3 separate regions of the Mus musculus genome follow, and all the other regions are linked to region 2. The links are chromatin contacts, called in public HiChIP or PLAC-seq and promoter capture Hi-C maps. All regions are on one chromosome and are shown on one strand. The core of a region is the stretch at or near the end of the contact, and the rest is flanking DNA. Distances in the headings are between cores, read along the strand shown. Region 1 overlaps Rras2 (related RAS viral (r-ras) oncogene 2). Region 2 holds the start of Copb1 (coatomer protein complex, subunit beta 1). Region 3 overlaps Pde3b (phosphodiesterase 3B, cGMP-inhibited).

Region 1 (4,322 bases), core at 668-3,167, 190 kb before region 2:
TCGAAAAAACAAAAAAAAAAAAAAAAAAAAACAACAACAAAAAAATGCAAACTGTAAAAGCTACAGAGTTAGATTTGGGAAGACAGGGGTGGGGGTGGGGGATTCTGCAGAAGTGGGAGGGAGGGCAAGATCGGTTAATGGGAGTGAATACGATCAAAATGAGTAGCTATCACTTAGTCATTATTGTATAATTCATACATGCTAATAAAATGAAGAGAACTGCATAGTCAAATCGAGAAGCTAAGGGTTCATGCCCTCATCCTGAGCTGACCTCAGGAAACTTTCTAGGCCTCCTCCTTCTTTCTCCCTCTTCCCTGCTCCTGCCCTCTCTCAGCTACACACGTACATTAAAAAACAAACAAACAAACAAACAAAAACAAAACAAAACAAAACAAACAAAAAAAAAACCTTAAATCATCCATTCCTTCCCCCACCCAGCCAGAATGTAAGCAGGGTAAAGACAGGAACACTGCCAGAGAGGAAGGAGAAGGCCTTCCCCAGCAAATCACAGGCCAGGCAAGACCTGCAGGCAGTGCGGCTGCGCATCTGCCTTGCTTATTACTCAGTAGATTTTCTCATTTATCCTCACAAGGACCCTCCAACAGATTCCCCCCTTTTACAAACATTTTTACATCAGAGAACTGCACTACTTCTTCAAGGCCACTCAATAAACAAGCAGGAAGACTACGGTTTAAATTCAGACCCAATGCTAATAAGGTCATCAGAGCCTAAGAATTATTATTTAATAAAAATTCACTGAATACCAAATTTTCTATTGGCCTATAAAATAAGGAAGAATATTTCCAAAAATATGAGAAAAGGCAAGATTTATAAACCCACACCCCTGTCATCTTCTTGAGGTCCTGCCCAGTTCTCTTGGGAGGGGATTCTGAAACAGTCTAGATGCAAAGTCCTTAAGAGCCTACCCTGAACACTGAAATTCAGCATGGCCCTACAGACACTTTTACCCACAGAACAAGTTTTACATTTCCCTATGACAAAATAGAGCAGAACCTGAGATTTGGTAGCTGCTTGGTTTCTTGATTAGAGGATTTATAAAGGCTGGCTGCAGGCAGCAAGGCGAGACGATGCATGATTATGCAGTCAGGGGATTGAAAGTCAAGTCCAGAAGCCACGCTGGACAGATGCCTGAGCCCTTAGGCGAACTGAATAACTCTGCAAGGGCGGAAGAGGTGGCTGAGCAGGTAAGAGCACTTGCTACTCTTGCAGAGGACCAGCGTTCAGTTTGCAGCACCCACGTGGTGGTGGCTCACAACCATCTGTAACTCTTGTTCCAAGGGATCAAAAGTCTGTCCTCCTGAAGCACCAGGGACAAATGCAGCGCCCATACACACGGATAGCAAAGCGTTCAGGCCCGGAAAATACATAAATAAATCTTGCTTTTAAAAAGGATAAGGTAGGCATAACCCAAAGTCTACTTTAAATGTGGCAAGAAGGAAGATAACCTCCTAGATAAGAGGTGCAAGGACCCATTCCCTCTTCCAAGGAACAGAAGTCCACACCGTTGCCCCTGGGAATCAGGCTGCCAGTCTCGAGTGACCACCATGTCCTCTATTCTCCCCACCCAGTGTGGGACACGCTGGCTGAGTTTCCCCACCTCTGTCCCGTGTGTGTGTGTGTGTGTGTGTGTGTGTGTGTGTGTGTGTGTGTAGGCAGCGGAGAGAAGCAGAAAGAGACTGAGGGTAAATTAGCTCTGTTTGTCCTCCATGTAGGAAACCACACAGCTCGTGTGCGTCTGAACCTCAGCTTCCTTGCCTATGAGACAGAAAAAAAACAAACAAAAAACCTCACTGCCTTGGGGGGAGGGGGGGGCACGTGTACAGAGCACAACACATGACACACAGTAGGCCTATTAAATTACAGTGCATATACCCCACACTCTCACGGGAAAATGATCACATGTTCCCATGCCAGCCTCTTCCCCTGGGGCTGACGGGGCAGCTCTGTGGTAAAGCGCTTGCCTAGAGTGCACAAGGTGCAAGGTTCCAGCCATGCCCACAAAGAAGGCTCTTAACCTTCAAAAAAAAAAAATCTTACTTTCTCACCTAGGATCCTGTAAACAACCTAATGAAACTCACTGAGTCATAAAAATAAAATCTACAGGCAAATAAAGAGGGACTAGGTAGGAAGAGAAATAGAGTCAGTAGAAGGAGAGTAATGGGGCATATCTGATTATATGTGTGTGTGTGTGTGTGTGTGTGTGTGTATGTATGTATGTATGTATGTGTATATATATATGTGTATATATATAATTAGCATGTAATTAACACCTACCTGTTTACCCGTTTTCAGAGCCATGAGGTAGACTGAGTAAAACTCAGTGTCTCTCTTGTTACCTCACTTCCCCTTTTCACAAATGTGCACGTGGGACATGTATAAATAAATAACCCCGCTGGGCTTTACATGTAAACTTCTCCCTAGGCCCTTCTACAAGTTGCTCCTTGCTCCTGAACAGAATCCAAGAGAGCACACATTGTCTTCACTCTGTAACTAGTATCTTCTTCAAGTGGTTTTCAGGAACTTTCTAATTTCAACATTCAATGCACCTCTTCCGGTGTCTCGATCATATTTGCCGGCACTCACCTGGCAACCCCCCACCCAGCCCCGCCTCAGTAAAACACGGGTGGCCAAGGCAGCACTGTCCTTTATTATGCATCTCTCCTGCTCCACACCAACATTATCTCTGGCTCCTGGGTAGGAACTGAAGGAGAGCATAGAGTCAAAGACCACACCAATCAACTTTGATGTTCTTTCTCATGAATGCCTGTGGGTTTCCTGGGAGAGTCCCTAGAATGGGGTGTGTGACATAAAATTCTCAGGCTCTAGAGAAACCTACTTACAACTCTCAACCCTGAATCAAAGAGGCTTTCATGGGTCCCTCCTGGTGCAAGTCGTCATCTGTCAGTTAGCCATCAGTGCGTGGCGTCCCTGTATAGGTGGCTTTGTGTGGGCTCCACCCAGCAGTCAGGACATCCAGGCAGCTCACCTTGCAGCTTCTTCCGTTCCCTCCACTCCACCCTCTTGCACTATGGATCTGCAGATTCCCAGCCTGATCAGCGTGTGCACCCACAAGGCCAAGCTCTCAGAGGACTGCTAGAGGTCCCACCATTTGGCCTACATAAAGAGAACTTCAAAGGCAACCCAAGGGTCAGAGCCAAGATGACTCAGTGGTAAAACTCCATAGCTTCCAGCGGGTCTGATTTTGATCCTCAGTCACTCTGGTGACTCACAACTACCCCTAGGGGTATAACTCCAACAACCCCAAGGGCAGCAGTTCTCAACCTTGGGGTGGGGGGGTTCCTCCAAACCACCTTCTCACAGGGTCACCTAAGACTATAGGAAAACACTGGTATTTACATTACGATTCATTAAAAGTAACAAAATTATAGTTATGAGGTAACAACAAAAATAATTTTAGGGTTGGGGGTCAGCCACAGCATTAGGAAGGTTGAGAACCAGTACTCTAGGGGATCCGACACCCTCTTCTTGGCCTCAAGAGAGAACTGGGAGACACACACACACAAACGCACATGCACATGTGCACGCATGCACACACACAAATGCACACACACACGGAAGAAGTCTCTCGTGTACTCCCTAGAAATGGAAAGAAGGCACCTAGAACACATCGCAGCTCTCTGCAAGCTTTCTTATTAGAACCCTGAACTTTGAACACTTCCTTGGAGATGAGTGTGACCTAAGCGTGCGATGTCCTTGGAATGAGGAGAATGGGGCACCACAAGCTTTATTCTCCATCTTTGGGACTTCAATAAAATTAAACAGATTTTTGTTCCAGTTTAAAAAAATCCCACCATGAACTCCCCGGGCCAGGCAGCTCTAGACCTGACACTCCATAGCACAGCTCACACACCTTACTTCCCCATAGTAAGGGCCTTGCCATCTTGGACACAGCCACAATCTCAAAATACGGCGGTGGGGAAAGCCATCAGTGATGGGGAGCCAGGAACCCACTTCCCTGAGCTGGTGAGGACACTTAGCCATCAGCAGTCTCTAGTCACTAAACAAATGCAGTGGGAATTCCTCTGGAGACACCAGCACCTCAGCCACAGGCAGCTGTGGGCAGAGCAGCCTCCTGTAGTAGTCTCTCTGTAGCAGCAGCTGTCAGGGCACAGAGAACCTTTGTTCTCACACCGCCCTCTCTAACCTTTGTCAAATGTTCCCATGTGATTGATATTCCTCAAGCAATTATATTTTTAATGAATGAATGAATGAATGAATTACAGATATGGTCATAATAAACGCCCTAGGGCACTAAGTCCGGAACCCCTTTAGTTTATTTT
Region 2 (4,159 bases), core at 853-3,352:
GAGAGATGGCTCAGTAAGTAAAGTGCTGGCCACATAAGCACTGAGGATCTGAGTTCAATTTCTACACCCATGTAAAAGTCAGGCATAGCACACGCCTATAACCTTAGTGCGTTAAGGGGAGGCGGAAACAAGAGGATCGCTAGGACTTGCTGGCCGGCTAGTCTAGTTAAGTCAGCAAGCTTCAGGGTCAGTGAGAGATCCCTTGTCTAAAAAGCATGTGAAGGGAGCCACTGAGCATGCTCAGCAGGTAAAAGGCACTTGTTGCCACGCTTGACCACCTGAGTTCAATGCCTAAAACCCACATGGTAGGAGAGAGCTGACACCTACACTGGTGCTATGCATGTTTGTCTCCCCACTTCCCACTAATAAATAGTAAAGAATAAGACTGAGAACTGGAAACGGCTCAGTGGCTAACAGCACATAATGCGCTTGCAGAGAACCCACATCGAGTGGCTCCCAGTTCCAGGAGGAGCCTACACAGCTGGCCTTCCTGAGCATTACACACACGGGCACCTCCCCATATACACAATTAAAAATAAATCTTATAAAAATCCAAAGTCTAAAAAAAAACAAGTAAGGTGGAGTATGATTGAGGGAGGCACCTAAGGTTTACCCCTGGCCTCACATATAAATTCACTTTATACATACATGACTAGCACATTTTTGTGCACATACACACATAATAAATAAGAAACTTCCTCAGGTGAAAGGAGGTTGAGAGTAGAAACATTTTATGAAGTATTAACTTACATCATCAGAGAAGTTGAAAGTAAAAGGTGAATAGTGGCCTGCACCTGTAACCCTTGGAGGCTGAACTAAGACCTGACATAAGTTGGAGGCTGCCCTGGCCTATTAGTGAGTTCCAGGCTGACCTAGGGAAAGAGTAAGGCTTTATTTAAGAAGGAAAAAGGAAAACAAAAAGAAAAAAAAAGGACCGTGGCTCACAGAGCCTAGGAGAGTAAGAAGGAAGGAAGGCTGGGAGAGGCGGATTGGTCAATGGCTGCTGAGTACAAGATAAAAAAGTTCAGGTATGACACTGTATACTACAATTAATAACTATATACTGTATATATATTTTTAAAATCTCAAAAAAATAAAAAAATCTCTATGAAAGAATGTGAAATGTTTTCACTATGAAGAAAAGATGAATGTTTGAGATAATTATATTTGACAGGATTTAAATATCAGACCATATAGATATGTATTAAAAAACACCATATTAATTTGTCCATCTTTTACGTTTTTAATCTATCAATTAAAATAATTCCTATTTGAGTTAAGAAACTATTTACCCAGGTCATTTTTTAAGCTGATTTCCGAAGGGGGTTCTGAATCCATTGGCACGTTAATTAACGTATAGCACACGTTCTCGGCTGCCGTCATGGTTTCTGTTTATAATCAACCCAATACAAGATGAAAAGGACGAAAGGTGCCAGGAAAATCTACAAAAATGAATACAAACATCATTAGAAAAAAAAAAAAAAAAGGGAGACAAATTCCGCAAATCAGTCGTGATCTTCTAAACTGCCTGAAGTTCTTCGCGTGTGACTTCGGACGACCTGTAGAGCTCTCCCCACCTTCTCCTTCCGTGAACTCTAGTGACAATCACTCAGTCCCCGTACCCGTCCACTCCCCGACCCAGGGTGTGCAAAGCTGTGGAGTCGAGGTCCACACCACAGTGACAACCCGGAGCACCACGTCACGGGGCCGTGATTGCCAACCTAACACAGTCGGATCTGCTCCAGGAGGGCGGCCCGCGAGCGAAGACGCTGCAGAACCTTGGGACTCCTCGGCTGTGGCGGGTCCCCCGTGGGAATCCCGGCCGCCCCTCACCGGCCTCTGTCTATGCAGGGTCAGGCCTCAGGCGGCGCAGACCCCTGTCCCACCGCCCAGGGGACCGCGGCCCAGCTCCCCGCCCCCACCGCCCGTCGCCGCGGCCTAGTCAAGCGCCCGGCATCTCCCCATCCGGTGGCTCGCTGACCCCGCGCGACCGCCGCAACCCCGCGGCTCGGGGGCCCAGGTCGCTACCTGGCTCCGAGGGGCGGAGGCCGGGAGGGAACCGTGGGACCGCCGACTACCGGTCCGGACAGCCGCTGCCGCGACGGCTCCACCAAGTCCTTGGCTGACGTGGAAGGGGGCGGGGAGACCAGCAAGGATGCAGCTACAGAGCCTGTACGGAGACCCAGAAAGGACAAGCCTCTTCCGCCCTGAGCTGCGCCCTGGAAGTGTGTTGTCTTCTTCCTCTCTCAGAGTTGGTTTCTGCAGCAGTGTAAACAAGTATTTTAGTTTTCCCAGCGAGTTGGGAGCTGACTTAAGCGCTGTGGTCAGTTAGCAGTTCCTTAGGAATTGTCTTCCCAGGAACTAAACTGTACAAAAGAGAAACAGAAAAGTCCTGCAGACTTTCTTCTTCCTTTCACTTATAAACTGGAAACAACCAATTCTTAGGCAGATGATTTCAGAGACCTTAATAAGATGACTAGGTTATATGAAAATACACTTGAGGGCTTAACACCTCTGGTGACCTGAATCTGACTTTATTCAGTTAACTGGAGTTATTGGAGTATCAGAAGTTGTCTGACAACTATCATTTCTACTCTTTATTTAAGAATGGTCTCGGCCAGTCAGTGGTGGCACATGCCTTTAATCCCAGCACTTAGGAGGCAGAGGCAGGCAGATTTCTGAGATGGAGGCCAGCCTGGTCTACGAGTGAGTTCCAAGACAGCCAGGGCTAAAACCAGAAAACAAAATAACAACAGAAGAACAAACAAAAAAAAGAATGGCCTCTTGCTATTCTTTCAAAGCATCCAATACATTAAAAAATTTAAGTATGATTGCCAGACTGGTCTTGAAAGGTGATCTTCAGTTTCTGAGGAGTTGGGATTACAACATGGATACACATACTGTGTATACAAAACCTGCTAACCTCACTTGCAGGATACAGAATACAAACTGTTTTCTCATTTACCTGGAATGCAGCTATTCTAACAATTCTCTTTTCTGGAAACATTGGGTTTAAAAAACAAATCCCCACCACTCAAAATATACCAGAGGCTACATATTTCCAGCACAGAGAACAGCTACCTCTCGGAATTTTGATTTTAGTCTTACTGCCCAGGCTGGCCAACTCCCAATCTACTCCTCTCCTGCCTTAGCCTCCCAAGTGCTGGGATTACAAACAAGCGCTATCATTTCTACTCTTTATTTAAGAATGGTCTCGGCCGGGCTGGTGAGATGGCTCAGTGGGTAAGAGCACCCGACTGCTCTTCCAAAGGTCCAGAGTTCAAATCCCAGCAACCACATGGTGGCTCACAACCATCCGTAATGAGATCTGACTCCCTCTTCTGGAGTGTGTGAAGACAGCTACAGTGTATTTACATAAAATAATAAATAAATCTTTAAAAAAAAAAAAAAAGAATGGTCTCGGCCAGTCAGCGGTGGTACAACATGCCTTTAATCCCAGCACTTAGGAGGGAGAGGCAGGCAGATTTCTGAGATGGAGGCCAGCCTGGTCTACAGAGTGAGTTCCAGGACAGCCAGGGCTAAAACCAGAAAACAAAATAACAACAAAAGAACAAACAAAAAAAAAAGAATGGCCTCTTGCTATTCTTTCAAAGCATCCAATACATTAAAAAATTACAAACAAGCGCTATCACGTCTGGCTTATGCTTAAAAGATGTTTTTAATCTAGGTAATTGTAAGACAACATGATTCTAACAGCCCTCTACTCTTCACCCAGTTCCTCTGTCTCGGGAAGTCTTGCAGGAAACTGACATGTCTCCTCACTGAGACTTCACCAGTTTATAGAATCTCACTTATGTACTTGCTTCTAAACAATATGTTTAGTTCAGTATGATGATCAACAGTCAGATAAAGAACTGTTCCACCAGAGATCGCTCCTACTGCCCACCAGCTGTCACAGCCAGGTGCCCACTTTAACCCGGGCAACTATCTATCCATCCTGACATTTAAATGGAATCATACAACAGAATTGTTGAGATTAGCTTTCTTTATTCAGCACAATTCTCTGAGAATGAGATGCATTCAAGCATGTTTCTTTTGTGTACTCAGCTTTTTTCACATGGAATCATCACAAACGCAGTTACTAGTTCTCCAAGATCACTTGACTTACTGAGAGGTGATAGAAAGAAATTACACCAAA
Region 3 (4,713 bases), core at 1,049-3,548, 250 kb after region 2:
TTACAGGCAGTCTCTGGATGCCCTTACCTTCAGACTCTGCTTCACTCTTTGTCCCTGCATTTCCTTTTGACAGGAGCAATTCTGGATTATTATTTTTGAGGTGGTGGGTGGCCCTCAAACAGGGGCCATGCCTATCCACTGGATATGGTCTCTATGGGTTCTATCTCGCCCTTGTTGGGTATTTTGGCTAATGTCCTCTCTGTTGGGTCCTGGGAACCTCTTGGGTCCCTGGCATCTGGACTTTCTAGTGGCTATCCCTAGGTCCCCCTCTCCCACTGCTATATGCCTCCTTTCAAATTCCTGACCCTGATACTTCTCCTTTCTCTCTCTTATCTGAACTTGCTCCCTTTTTCCCTCCTCCTCCTGTCTCCCTCCCAGGTCCCTCTCTCCCTCTACTTTCAAAGATTATTTTCTTCCCCCTTCTGAGTAGGACTGTAGCATCTTCTTGGGTTTCATATGGTCTGTGAGTTGTATCATGGGTATTTCAAGCTTTGCTTTTTTTTTTTTTTTTTTGGCTAATATCCACTAACCAGTGAGTACATACCATGTGTGTTCTTTTTTGACTTGGGTTATCTCACTCAGGATAGTTTCAAGATCCCAACCATTTGCCTGCAAATTTCATAAAGTCATTATTTTTAATAGCTGAGTAGTACTCCATTGTGTAAATGTACCACATTTTCTATATCCATTCCTCTGTTGAGGGACATTTGGGTTCTTTCCAGCTTCTGGCTATTATAAATAAGGCTGCTATGAACATAGTGAAATTCAACACATTTTTAGCATAAAGTAGTCTCTAAGTGTTTGTTGAATGAGGTGGAAGCTCGTGGATGTTTCTTTTAAAAGGACCCATCCCTGTGCTAGTAGAAATTTGTCAGTTTGCTTAATGTTGTTACGAACTTTAGTTTTTCAATATTGAATATTATGAATTAAGAAAAAATTTCAGTACATTTTGTCATGTGGATTGTCAAGCTTTTTTTTAATAGAATGTAAAAGCTGATCTGTTTTTCTTTTTTTCTTGCAATCACAGGCCTTTCATAAAACATAAAAGATCAAGACCCATGTGAACTCAAAAAATTTCTGCTGTGCAGATAGATGTTTAAAGGAACTCAGTTTTTACATTGTATATGTTGTTATGCCAGACAAATATACCAGATGCTTAAATTCTTAGACTGTATCAAAGCCCAGCATAAATACAAACTTATTAAGTGATTGAATTTTTTAGGAGGCAAATGCTCTTTATGAAAACTCAAAACACATACAGTGAATGCATACTCATAAATCCATACTTATTTATATATCCTCTCTCTTAATTTTTAGGTGCTTTGCCCAGCCACAGTCTTCTGAATTCTTCAAGCCATGTACCAGTGTCTGCTGGCTCTCTAACTAATCGATCACCCATAGGATTTCCTGATACCACTGATTTTCTTACTAAGCCAAATATTATTTTACATAGATCACTGGGCAGTGTATCAAGTGCAGCAGATTTCCATCAGTACCTTAGGAACTCTGACAGCAATCTGTGTAGCAGGTCAGTACCATGGCCACTTTGTTTTTGTTTTAGATCACAAGTTCTCTTAAAAGAATTAGCAGTTTTCTGATTCTGTATTATAAGTGGAGGATATATTAAAATTGTATCCGTTGATATATGTAGTAGTTTTAAATAAAGCTTTTCTCAGTTTAATGCTATTATTTCTCAGATAAATAATTTCTTTCTGAGGTGAAATACAGTGGTATTTTACTCCTCATATCGTTTCAGTAAACAGAATTATTTAATATACACTACTTTGTGGTTATGTTGCAGTCCTTTGTTGATTTGGTCTTTTTAGAAATACAGGGTTTTAACTTAGACACCACAATTGACTTTCAAATGTATGTTATTTCCTTTAAGGACACAGGAGTTTCCTAAATAATACCATTCAGGTTCATGCACAGATTAACGTCTTAGGATATGTTACAGTTGAGATCTCATTTAAAATTCAGGCAGATTTCCTAGTTATGTTTAGGTAAAATAAAACAAAACTTCATTTATCATATATACATTTATCTGTTTTATTCTACTAGCTGTGGACACCAAATACTCAAATATGTTTCAACATGTGAACCCGATGGTACAGACCACCCCAGTGAAAAATCAGGTGAGAATGCATTAGTTGTATGTATTTTGAGTTCAAGGCTAGTTTTACAGTGCTTGTTTAAACATCCATTTCCCTAGTTTTACATTTCTGGGTTTTTGTTTTCTGTGGTGAAATGCAGGAGAGTACTCCACACTGATGACATCACAGCTCACACTTCCTCATCTCCATGGTGGGCAGTACAGTGGTTTTTACTTGTTCTCCAGGATTAGTAAGAGTGACTAACGAGTGACAGGTGCTGGGCATATTTTTAAGAGCAAGAAATGTGTTGTACAGATGAATATAGTCTTTGGTTATGGCTAGTTTTAATAAAGAGTGGAATTAGTAATGTGGAAACCTGTACCACACAATTTATGTTTGAAAGGGATTATGTAGTTTTAAGGTATTGAGAGAAATGATTAGTGTCATTTGGAAGCATTTGATACCCTCAGACAAGAAATGCTATTGATGAAATTTTAGCTATTCCATAACTTAAAAAAATTGTTATGGAACGTATAAGCTCTAAAAGGCTATATCTTAGGCAAAAGGGTAACAGAGAAATAGGCTCTTGCCAATCCTTTCTGGACTATAAAATTCACTTTTAAATGTATACAACTCAACAGGTTTTAAAAACATATTTATTTATTTGTTTGTTTGTTTATGTAATTTACATATGATAAGGTTGTTTAAAAGAAGACTGACTAATCTTTCACACACACTTCCCAAAACAACACAACCTTGCAGCTTACTCATTTGACTTGTGTTACTCAAACACCACATGGAGTCATCACAAGAACAGGCAACAGACTGATATCTTTCATATGCAAATCTAAAAATGTCCCCTGTGGTCACATGGGATTCCAAAATGCAAGAATCATGGGGTATCCAAAGGTTAATAAATAATATATACCAAATAAAGAGAGAAATAAGATCACATGATAGTGTCCAGAGAGAAAAGAAGCAATAACAATTTTGTTTGTTGACAGAAACAAACTTACAATAGACTAAATAGTTCCTCAACTTGATAAAACTTATATCCACTGCTAACATCTGTAATTCAAAAGAGATAATATTATTAATTTTTTATTATATTTAACTTATTGTTTATGTGGCTGAGGTTTGAAATGAGAGCGCTGTGAATATTTATTTGACAAGGACTCTACAACTGAGCTCCATTCCTAAAGGTCTTACATTTTACTTAGAAAGAGAGAAATTTGGGAAAAAATAATTTTTAAGTACAAATTTAACCACTTCTAATAGAAAAAAATTGGCTTTAGCAATTTAAAGCTTAGTTAAACCTGTTGGGGCAGGCTTTGATAGCTACTTGGGAGTATACAGCCTGGGTTACAGAGTGAAGGCCAGCCTGGTTAGACAATAGATAAAGGCCATTCTCTGAAAATTAATGAAACATGTTTGAAACTTCCAACTTTTAAAAATTTATGTGTATATGTTTTGCCTGCATGTATGTCTATGCACTGTGTGCATCCATTGCCTATGGGACCAGAAGAAGGCATTGGTTTCTCGGAATTTTTGTTACAGGTAACTAACCATAACCACCATGAGCCACCATGTGGGTGCCAGAAGTTGAACCTAGTTCTTCTGGGGGAACAGATAGTACTGTTAACTGCGGAACCATCCCCCTAGTCCTCTGCCTTAAAATTTAAAAGTAAAAAGGGGGCCGAGGATATAGCTCAGTGGTAGAGCTTTTACCTACCACCACCAATAAGGTCCTAGTTCAGTACCCACTGGTACCTAAAGAAGGAGGCAAAAAAAGGAAATAAAAGGGATTATTATTCAAAGGTACTAATAAGAAAATGAAAGGACAAATCCAGAGTAACAGGAGATATTTGCAAATTATTTGTCTAAATAGAAATTGTATCCAAGTAGTATAAAGAGCTTTAAAATTTTAATAGTAGTATGTCAGACTACTTAGATAAAAATGGAGTAAAGTACTTATAGTATGAATGCAGGAAGAGGGGGCAAAAAGATCATGAATTTGAGGTCAGCCTGGGTACCTAGTAAAACCTGTGTCAAAAATAACATAAAACAAATAAAACATGAAGAAGAGGAGGAGTAGGAGGAGAGGGTGGTAGTATTTCAGTGAAAGTCATTTGACAAAAAAAAGCTAACTGGATAATTAAATAGAAAAAGATGGCTGACATTGTTAGGGAAATGCAATTACTACTACACAGATCACAGCAATACTCTACGTAGAATAGCTAAAGTCAAAGGGAGAGTCACTTGTGAAAGGGTGCAGAGGAGTTTGGACCCTGTACAAAAACATTTGACAGTTTCTAGAAAGTTACATGTAGATTTACATGACTCAGTAGTATTACAGTCCAGAATATACCAGGAGAAAACATACACAATGTATCCTTAGTCATCATAGTGCAGGTGAGGGAGCAGTACAAACTCCAGCTGTGAGTCGATAATGCTGTAGGCATGCGTCTGTAAACTGTATTTAGCAGTTACAGTAATGAACTTTTGATATATGGACCAACAACACAAATAATATTGTTTTAAGTGAAAGAAGCCTGGTTCAAAATACTTACATTTTATACATAGATATATAATAAATATTATTACATCTACAAGAAATCCT

Evidence for each region. Promoter capture Hi-C pulls out the DNA fragments that hold promoters and counts their contacts. HiChIP or PLAC-seq counts read pairs in DNA pulled down with a chosen protein or histone mark.
Region 1: an H3K4me3 HiChIP or PLAC-seq map of the 230-238 cell line shows a contact between it and region 2, with 22 read pairs. The contact joins the enhancer-like site here to the promoter of Copb1 in region 2. A contact is called at or near these places in 9 of 39 promoter capture datasets (the 3T3-L1 cell line, 3T3-L1-derived adipocytes, the C10 cell line and 3 more), 2 of 15 datasets of contacts at CTCF or cohesin (CD8 T cells and large pre-B cells), 2 of 484 Hi-C or Micro-C datasets (CD8 T cells and embryonic fibroblasts), 21 of 115 datasets of contacts at active chromatin or transcription factors (the 230-238 cell line, T-cell acute lymphoblastic leukemia, bone marrow-derived macrophages and 18 more) and 4 of 9 other capture datasets (adipose tissue, embryonic stem cells, liver and 1 more).
Region 3: a promoter capture Hi-C map of the HPC-7 cell line shows a contact between it and region 2. The contact joins the enhancer-like site here to the promoter of Copb1 in region 2. A contact is called at or near these places in 9 of 39 promoter capture datasets (the 3T3-L1 cell line, 3T3-L1-derived adipocytes, the C10 cell line and 6 more), 2 of 15 datasets of contacts at CTCF or cohesin (CD8 T cells and pro-B cells), 5 of 484 Hi-C or Micro-C datasets (B cells, CD8 T cells, bone marrow-derived DN3 thymocytes and 2 more), 10 of 115 datasets of contacts at active chromatin or transcription factors (the 230-238 cell line, CD8 T cells, bone marrow-derived dendritic cells and 6 more) and 4 of 9 other capture datasets (adipose tissue, liver, macrophages and 1 more).

The regions. Positions count from the first base shown.
Region 1 is chr7:114,067,469-114,071,790 of GRCm38.p6, forward strand. All of the region lies in intron 1 of Rras2 (related RAS viral (r-ras) oncogene 2), which reads right to left. Among named protein-coding and RNA genes, the nearest start is that of Gm51454, 33 kb to the left of the region's middle. Within about 2 kb of position 1,918, at least 89 of the 459 cell types and tissues checked have an H3K27ac peak or open chromatin away from gene starts, as enhancers often do. A contact at or near this core is called in the 230-238 cell line, CD8 T cells, T-cell acute lymphoblastic leukemia and 4 more, where this site is marked.
Region 2 is chr7:114,252,578-114,256,736 of GRCm38.p6, forward strand. It overlaps Copb1 (coatomer protein complex, subunit beta 1), which reads right to left and starts at 2,103. Exons shown (of 22, transcript NM_033370.3): 1 at 2,029-2,103; 2 at 1,293-1,442. The coding sequence starts at 1,383.
Region 3 is chr7:114,506,778-114,511,490 of GRCm38.p6, forward strand. It overlaps Pde3b (phosphodiesterase 3B, cGMP-inhibited), which reads left to right. Exons shown (of 16, transcript NM_011055.2): 6 at 1,318-1,528; 7 at 2,062-2,135. Among named protein-coding and RNA genes, the nearest start is that of Cyp2r1, 54 kb to the right of the region's middle. Within about 2 kb of position 2,299, at least 10 of the 459 cell types and tissues checked have an H3K27ac peak or open chromatin away from gene starts, as enhancers often do. A contact at or near this core is called in the HPC-7 cell line and bone marrow-derived macrophages, where this site is marked.